3 separate regions of the Rattus norvegicus genome follow, and all the other regions are linked to region 3. The links are chromatin contacts, called in public Hi-C maps. All regions are on one chromosome and are shown on one strand. The core of a region is the stretch at or near the end of the contact, and the rest is flanking DNA. Distances in the headings are between cores, read along the strand shown.

Evidence for each region. Hi-C and Micro-C count contacts between places; a contact is called where the count stands out from the background.
Region 1: a contact with region 3 is called in a Hi-C map of the Rat2 cell line, with 10 times the contacts expected there. The contact joins the promoter of C5h9orf85 here to the enhancer-like site in region 3. A contact is called at or near these places in 4 of 12 Hi-C or Micro-C datasets (the A7r5 cell line, the Rat2 cell line, Schwann cells and 1 more).
Region 2: a contact with region 3 is called in a Hi-C map of the Rat2 cell line, with 11 times the contacts expected there. The contact joins two enhancer-like sites. A contact is called at or near these places in 6 of 12 Hi-C or Micro-C datasets (the A7r5 cell line, the Rat2 cell line, Schwann cells and 3 more).

What each region holds. Positions count from the first base shown.
Region 1 is chr5:108,882,501-108,885,200 of GRCr8, reverse strand. It overlaps C5h9orf85 (similar to human chromosome 9 open reading frame 85), which reads left to right and starts at 1,406. Exons shown (of 1, transcript XM_039111101.2): 1 at 1,406-2,700. The coding sequence starts at 1,465. The coding sequence ends at 1,932. The region is part of intron 3 of LOC108350998 (a long non-coding RNA gene); the gene reads right to left.
Region 2 is chr5:108,960,560-108,963,259 of GRCr8, reverse strand. No RefSeq gene overlaps it. Among named protein-coding and RNA genes, the nearest start is that of Mtap, 28 kb to the left of the region's middle. Within about 2 kb of position 1,354, at least 10 of the 93 cell types and tissues checked have an H3K27ac peak or open chromatin away from gene starts, as enhancers often do.
Region 3 is chr5:108,738,098-108,740,845 of GRCr8, reverse strand. All of the region lies in intron 1 of LOC130062807 (a long non-coding RNA gene), which reads left to right. Among named protein-coding and RNA genes, the nearest start is that of Mir31, 25 kb to the right of the region's middle. Within about 2 kb of position 1,380, at least 4 of the 93 cell types and tissues checked have an H3K27ac peak or open chromatin away from gene starts, as enhancers often do.

The DNA.
Region 1 (2,700 bases), core at 157-2,656, 140 kb before region 3:
AAGTTTCTACTGCCCAAGAACACGTCTGCTGGTGTCAGGGGCATTATTGTAAGGGTACGTTCTGCAACTCATTTGAGAAATATTTGCCTGACTCAATCCTAACATTTGGCTACCGGAGTCAGGAAGATAAAAATTAATACCTCTGAGTCATAAGGTGTGGGTAAGATATATTTTCTCACAAATTGAAAATTGTTCTTATGTAGGTCACTTGATCTTTTTCGAACCTTGTGGAATTCACACTCAGTCTGGAACAATTTCTGGCTACCAGTAATTATTGAGGATCAAGTTTATCATAACTCTGACTGTTCGTTTTCTATATTGTGATATTTTTGTGGGACAACAACCTCTCCCTTACCCTTATTTCCTTGTTTATTGTCACCCTACACACATTTATTAACATAAACTCTATTCTTCAACAGTATTCGCCCAATAGAGCTCAAATGCAAAGGAAAACGGAAACAAATAAGATGAGTGTTTAAAAACCAACTTCTTATCAGAGGGCAAGCCTGGGAAGCCCAGAGCGCAGCTGAACAGAATAACTGGGTTCATAACATGCTGACCCACATATTGCCTGTGCCCCCATGTTCCTGGTGCTCTCTATACCTGGATGTGCAGCTGTACTGAGACAGAAACTCTCGTTACATGGTGTGATTTATACAGCAATATGGTCTCTCAACCTAAGCCAGATCCCCAGTGTTCAGAATCATTTATTATATTTGGCTATGTAGAGGCCCAAGTAACCTCTATAATTCTATGTGTTGTAGTCACCGATTAAAGTTTCCTTTATAGGGGAGTAAACAGGAAGGAAGCAGGCTGGTTGCCGGGCACTAGGAAGTGAAAAGATCTGGGATTTCATGAAAACTGCTTCTTAGTTTTGCTGTCACAGTGTGGTAATACACAAGTTAGCATTGCCAAATCATACTTGTTTTCCAGGGAGATTGGAAATCAAATGTTTATAATAAAAGCAATACAGAAATTATAGCAATCACTCGAATCTTCGTACATTACGTTCAGGCCATCATCACTGTCAACTCTCTGAGTTTCTTCCTGTAGTTTCCCATTTTGTTTCTGTTTCTATCATCACCATACTGGTCCCACTGCCTGTATATGAATAATGTATGCTTCAAGTCTACTGTCCTTTGAGCCACCATCCTTCTACCCTTGAAGTTACAGAGATTCCCCTCCCGGGCCTTCTCTTAGATGTCTCCTTGTCAGCGAGACTTCCCAGGCCACCCTATTTGAAGGTTCACCTCATCTTCCTGCTCATTACCCTTTCCTTGATTGATTTTGCTCAAAAGCACTCATCACCATTATCGTAAACAAATGTCCTCTTTTCCCTGTTTATTTGTCCTTTGTTATATTCCCAGTTTCTAGAGCAATCTCTGACATACTTTTATTTTTTTAATAATTAAAAAGAACTGTAACTTAAGGGCTGCACCAACTTATGGTGCTTGTGTTTTGGTGATGAGTTCCCAGAAAGGCAACGTGACTCAGTCCCGGCCTCAGAAGCACCAGAATACATTCACCTTCAAAAATGACAAGTTTGATAAGAGTGTTCAGACCAAGAAAATTAATGCAAAACTTCATGATGGAGTATGTCAGCGTTGCAAAGAAGTTCTTGAATGGCGTGTAAAATACAGCAAATACAAACCACTGTCAAAGCCTAAGAAATGTGTTAAATGTTTACAGAAGACAGTAAAGGACTCTTACCACATAATGTGTAGACCATGTGCCTGCAAACTTGAAGTTTGTGCAAAATGTGGAAAGGAAGAAGAAATTGTTATTCCGTTTAATAAAGAACCAGAACCTTCAGAAAATACTGAAAGTGAAGGTTCCAACCATAGAAGAAGCTGCAAACGGAAGGAAGACAGTGATGAGGACTTAGATGCTGAGTCTGACTCAGAGGGCGAGGACGAGGACACTCAGGCCTGACCGCAGCTCAGGTGCAGAGGGCGTCGGCAAAGGCTGTTCCAGTAGGCAGAACTGGCTCAGGAGCAACGTCAGTCACTTACAACATTTGAGTATCAGGTTTTCACAGTAACACAAGCTGCATATGCAGAATATGTGTGGGCACACCATGGCATGTCGTATAAAACCTATAGAAATTGTTTAGAAAAACATATTACCTAATGTGTTAAGAATTGGTGGTTGTATCAGAACTCTCTCATGGAAAACTAAGATGACTAGCTCAGAGGACACTTCTGGAGCCTGACCTCGGTGTATGACTTCTTTAGCAAAAGTCCCCTTAAATCTTACCAAGCAAACCGTTACACACACACACACACACACACACACACACACACACACACACACACACACATAATCTTATGTAATGATTTTCCTTCAAAAATGTTTTTATATACTTCATCCCATTTTTTTTAACCTTTTCCAGGTTTGGAAATATATTTTTAGAAAAATGCATAGACTGTATAGTTACTATCTAGAAAGGAACATCCAGCATTCATACTGGAGTGGAGACACTCGCAGTCTCAGAAGCCCCTGTGAAGTTCTTCCCCATCCGCTTATCCTTCCCAGACTCCATCATCCTGAGTTGTCACTTTACTGTCAGGCTTTCACTGTAATCAGTGTCAGTTAGCTTCATGTGATTGTTGAAGTCTGAGCCCGTGTGTGTAAAACCCCAAAGCTACAGGAAGTGGCTCTCTTTAACTAGATTCTGAATTTTAATGTTTTACTGTGTTT
Region 2 (2,700 bases), core at 105-2,604, 220 kb before region 3:
ATAGACAAACACAGAATATACATCAGAACCAATAGAACCTGCAGTATATATGCATACTTATTGATACTGATATTTGTGCATATAAATATATGTGCATATATCTTGTTTTGGTTGTGTGAGTTGTCTAAAATTTGCAGAGCAGGCCAGAATTTTATTTATTTTTTGTATCTAATTAATTTATGTTAGAAATTTATTATATTAGAATTATTAATTATGTACCTGAGTCTAAGTGTGTGTGTGTGTGTGTGTGTGTGTGTGTGAGAGAGAGAGAGAGAGAGAGAGAGAGGAGAGACAGAGAGACAGAGAGATGGGAAGACAGAGAACACACATGCTATAGCACGTGAAGGTCAGAGGACAGCTTTGTGGGATTGGTTCTCCCCTTCCACCTTCACATGGGTTCCGGAAATTGATCTAGGGTGCCATGCTTGCACAGCAAGTGTCCTTACCCATTGGGCCATCTCATCAGTCCTAGGTCAGCATCTCAGAGGCCTTTGAAAGAGCTGATTCTGCAGTCTTAAGTCTAAAGAGTCTGCAGAATGCCACTCCATCACACTCCACAAGCAGAGTCCTAGACTGAATTTAAAGCACAAAAAGAGGAAGCTGGAAGCAGCCTGCTCATCTCCAACTTTCAGCACACAGTGCCACCACCAACTTGCTTTCGAAGCCGCCATGGACTGTGACCCCTAAAACCATGAGCCAAAGCAAATCTTCTTGGCTGCTTCATGGCAGCTAGTTGGTCATAGTCGTGATAACTATTTACCAGACTCTATAGAACAGCATGGCATGTAAACTCTGTAGAAAAGCATTTCTTATAAATTATCTCATTTAATTGTTACACCTTGTTAATTGTTATGTTTCAAATGTTATCCTCTTTCTCTGTTCCCCTCTCTCCCATCCCTCCTCCCTCTGCTTTTATGAGGATGTTCCCCCTCATTCCCACCCACCCCTACCTCAGCACTCCTGGCAGTCCCCTACACTGGAAAAAACTAGCCTTCCCAGGACTAAGAGCTTCTCCTGCTATTGATGCCAGACAATGCCATCCTCTGCTACATGTGCAGCTGGAGCCCTGAGTCCCCATGGTTGGTGGTTTAGTCCCTGGAAGCTCTGAGGTGTCTGGTTGGTTGATGTTGTTATTCTTCCTATGGGGTTGCAAACCCTTCAGCTCCTCAGTCCTTTCTCTAACTCCTCCATAGGGGTCCCTGTGCTATCTGACATTCAAATTAAGCCCCAGCCCCATTCCCATAGATTTCACAAAGCATGTGTTCTATTGCCCCGCTCAGCAACAGATGCTCACAGCCACATATCCCACAGTCATGTGAAGGAAAACCAAACTCACTGACTCAACTCAAACATACCTCCAGCCTTAGAAGTTGAGGTCTGGGATATTATTCATAGATCTTTGTCCAGATTAGCTGTCACAGATTTTATGTTGAATAATGTCTTACTGAAAAATGTCCTTTGTCTTAGTGGAAATTTTGTTTATGTCTTTCGCAAGTACAACTTTTAAGAATGTGAATGTAAGACACTAGACTTTCTAGAAGAAAATGTTAACTATCAGGTGTCCTATCATATATCCTGAAGTTACATATGATGTCATGTGTTTAATATGTGATTTTTCTGTTCAGCCCAGCAATATAGCCTTTATACATATTAAATTTAATTTGTCATAAATTATATATAATTCTCCTTCAATATAGCCTTCAAGAGAGTACTGTTTTGCACTTTGTAGGAGAGACCCCCATCAGGAACATTCAAGGTGTCTTTTAAAAATAGGTCAAGAGGCTTTCCTTTCATACATGTCTTGGCTGTCATATACTACTTGTATTTATTGTGGATTGTAGTTTAATTAAATATGTGTATACAACATTTAATGATTAAATCAGGTCCCTAAGACTGCTTTTAGGGGTGTACATCTGTGATCTCAATGCTGAGGTCAAAATAACCTGGTGTTCAAAACCAACCTGGGTCATATCCAGACCTTGTCTCATTCAAATCAAGTAGGCTCTCAGCTTTCCTCAGAGAAACCTCACTGGCACTGGACAGTGGTTAGTTAACACAGAGACTCACAACTTGTTGAAATGCTGAGAATAAATGGAGGCTTGGCCTTACATGGGATATCTAGATCCCCTCCTCTCAACACAGCTTTGGGAACATCATAGAAGAAGGGTAAGAGCCCGAGATTGTGGAAGAATGCTACTTTAAACGTGTCTTGTGGACAGGACACAGCCACTACACTCATGAACTGGTTAGCTTGATCGTCATCATGCAAGTGGGAGGGGCTCATGAGGTCTCAGCCCTCACTGAGACTCTATGGGAAAAATTGGTGAGTGCCTTTGGAGGGTTGTCATTTCCGTCAGTGCTGTAACCACTGATAAATTGTTCCAGTCAATGAGCCCCCACGTATGCTTATGCAAAGAACCTTAATTAATGTTAGTGGGTCAACAAACTCAGACACAGCAAAGTAGGAGCAATATTGTGAGATAAAGAAGGGATGGAGGGAGGGAGATGGATGAAAGAGACCAAGGACGCTGAGTGACAATGCTTAAAACACAGAATATGAATGCATGAAAACTTCAACGAATAATGAAAAACGACAACAAAACAACAATCAGGGCTATTAGCATTTTTTGTCTCCTCAAATATTGTTTCCATGTTTTAGGAACTGCAACCTTTTATGTTTTGATTGCCCTTCTCAGCTGC
Region 3 (2,748 bases), core at 131-2,630:
ATGCCTTGCTTTTCTGTGTGGGAAACTCTGGGATATTTTGTGTGTGTGTGTGTGTGTGTGTGTGTGTGTGTGTATAAACTCATAATCAGGAGGAGGTTTGAGATGAGCAGGGAAGTAATACACATGGGTATGGGGGAAATCTGTGTTGACTTCAGGGGTAAAGAGGTTAAAAGGTAGAGTTAGTTTAGGGTCAAGATTTACTTGTTGATTCTCTAGCATTTTCAACTTTATTGTGTAATCAACATTTTAAGCAATATAGAGTTATAGCGTGCATGATAGCAGAGGGTGGAACCTCTTCCAAAACCCTTGAAACCTTGGTCCTGGTTTTATCAAATATGTCCTGTTTCGTATTTTCTAGCTGATCCTAGCTATTGAGCACTTGAAGCCAACTTACAAATTACACAGAATTCACTAAGTGATTTCTATGTTAAAAGAAATACTCTTTTGAGACACCATTATTTTAATATCACAAATAGCACCGATATTTTGAGCAAAACAACAGTTCTAGTAACTTAAAAATACAATTTACATTGACTGTCAGTGCTCATACTATGCTATTCATTGGCCCACTTCCGTTCCCTGCTTGCGATGCCTCTGACACAGCATTCTGGTGTTAGAAACTGGGGGGTTGGGGGCGTTAAGAAAACAAGCAATGGGTGTCGATCCTCTTTCTACCCCATAAGCCTGAGTTTTCACGACACAGATTCACAAGAAGTCTGAGAGTCTAACCCACAGCCCTTTACTGAGTTTGAGAAAAGACAGTAAAGACAAGAGTCAGCTCTGCCATTTGCAAAGTGGAAGTTAGTTTGCCACAGCAAATCCAGCCCGTGGACTCTCCTAGTCCTGTCCAACTCAGCTGTACTTCCTTGCCAGGGGCATAACAACTGGAGTTAAAAGACTCATACCCAGATGGGGAAATTAGGGCCTTTTGTGTATAGGCTGTAGCCTTATTGAAGCTGCTTTCAAAGTAATTGGGACGAAATCAAGACATAGTATGATTTAATTATAAGTCCTCTAGGGTAGATAGTGTGTAGGAGTCTGTGGCTCAGGAATACATTTAGACTTTTCACTTACTTTGAGTTGTTTACAGTTCATGTTGTAGTGTGTGTGTGTGTGTGTGTGTGTGTGTGTGTGTGTGGAGAGAGAGAGAGAGAGAGAGAGAGAGAGAGAGAGAGATTCATATGATTCGGAAGATGGAAAAAACAAAGTTTTCTTCTGCTGAGGTAATTCTTTTATGGATTGTCTTCATTACGTTTTAAGTTGATGCCATTTAGTGGGGTTGCTGGTGGGAGAAACCTACTATGTTTAAAAGCCAGTCTAACCTGACAATCGATACCTTCAATTATCTCCGTCCATTTCAGGTAGACTTTGACCATGTTAGTAAGCTGAATGTGTGTGGGATAACCTAAGAGAATTCAGCCCTGAAAGTCATGCCCCAGAACATGTGGGCCAAGTGATTTTTTCTCATTGATTTAAATATGACATTCAATGTCTAGTCGAGACCACTATTTCTATACCTCTAAATTGAAAATTGTTTAGAATTTTCTAAACTATAGGTTTTACTATAGGCAAGGGACCGATAGCTCAGAGTCCCACGGATGAGAGCTACCACCTAACACAACCTGAGATTGCTGAATTATGGTGCACCAGTGCACGTTCCCTTTCACAGGTCACTGTTGAGTCACGCGTGGAGCTTGTTAACTGTTTCCTGACTTAAGCCTGGCCGCTTAGTGGTCATCTCAACCCCAGTTATTAAATTCTTTTGTGAGTCTTAAATACCAACAGTGAATTTGCTTTGCACCCTCAAAGCCCTGGGTCCAATCCCCAGCACTGAAATAAAGCAAAACCAGATTAAAATGTGAGTGGTTGGATGGAGGTCTGAGCTCTTTGGCTCTACAGGTGAGTGGAGCCTTTTAAAAAACGAGAACTCCAGTAGCTTTAGCCAGAACTTTCACGTTCCTGCTGGTCATTCTGTTGCTTGGTGATTCCTGTCCTTTCCTGTCCTGTCCTGTGCCATAACTCAAAACTGGCTTTCCTTTTTTTCTTTTGTTTTAATGGATAGAGCGTGGAACTTAATTAAACTTAAAAAAAAATTAAACAAGTAAATCCCAGTTTTCATCCTGACTTCAGTAACTCTGAAACACCACTCTACACCCGACAGATAGCCTCCAATGACAGATTAAAGCCCTCAGGACTGTTGTTATTTTTTTGTCTTTGGAGATGGGATTAGGATGAGGTTTTATGTGCAAGCAAAGGAAAAGTTTGGATTGCATTTCAAAGTAACAGATAATAGTTCTGCCTCGATTGGTGCAGGATGTCTAGCTTCCATTTGCTTTTAGTAATGAAGCAGTTAGAATTTTATAGCATTTTAATTCCTGGAGACAAATTTCTAGTTTTATATAAAAGGGAAATTTCATTAAGTCCTCTTGATCTTATTAAATATTTAGTCAAATTAACCCAAAGATGGAGTTTGTGTGTGTGTGTGTGTGTGTGTGTGTGTGATTTATCACTTTCAACCACCAGTAACTGAGAATATTTTGATGAAAAAAGAGAAATAAATGAAAATAAAATGAGGAAAATGTAAAATCCAGACCAATTGGATTAATTTGTAAAGTACTAAATCTTCAAGATGATTTTTCCTGTTTGAGGATTTTCAGGTTCTGGTGAAATGCCCATGTAGCCAAAATAATGACAAAGACGATGAATTTGAGAGATCTACTTTCCTTTATGATAAATGTATTGGATAAT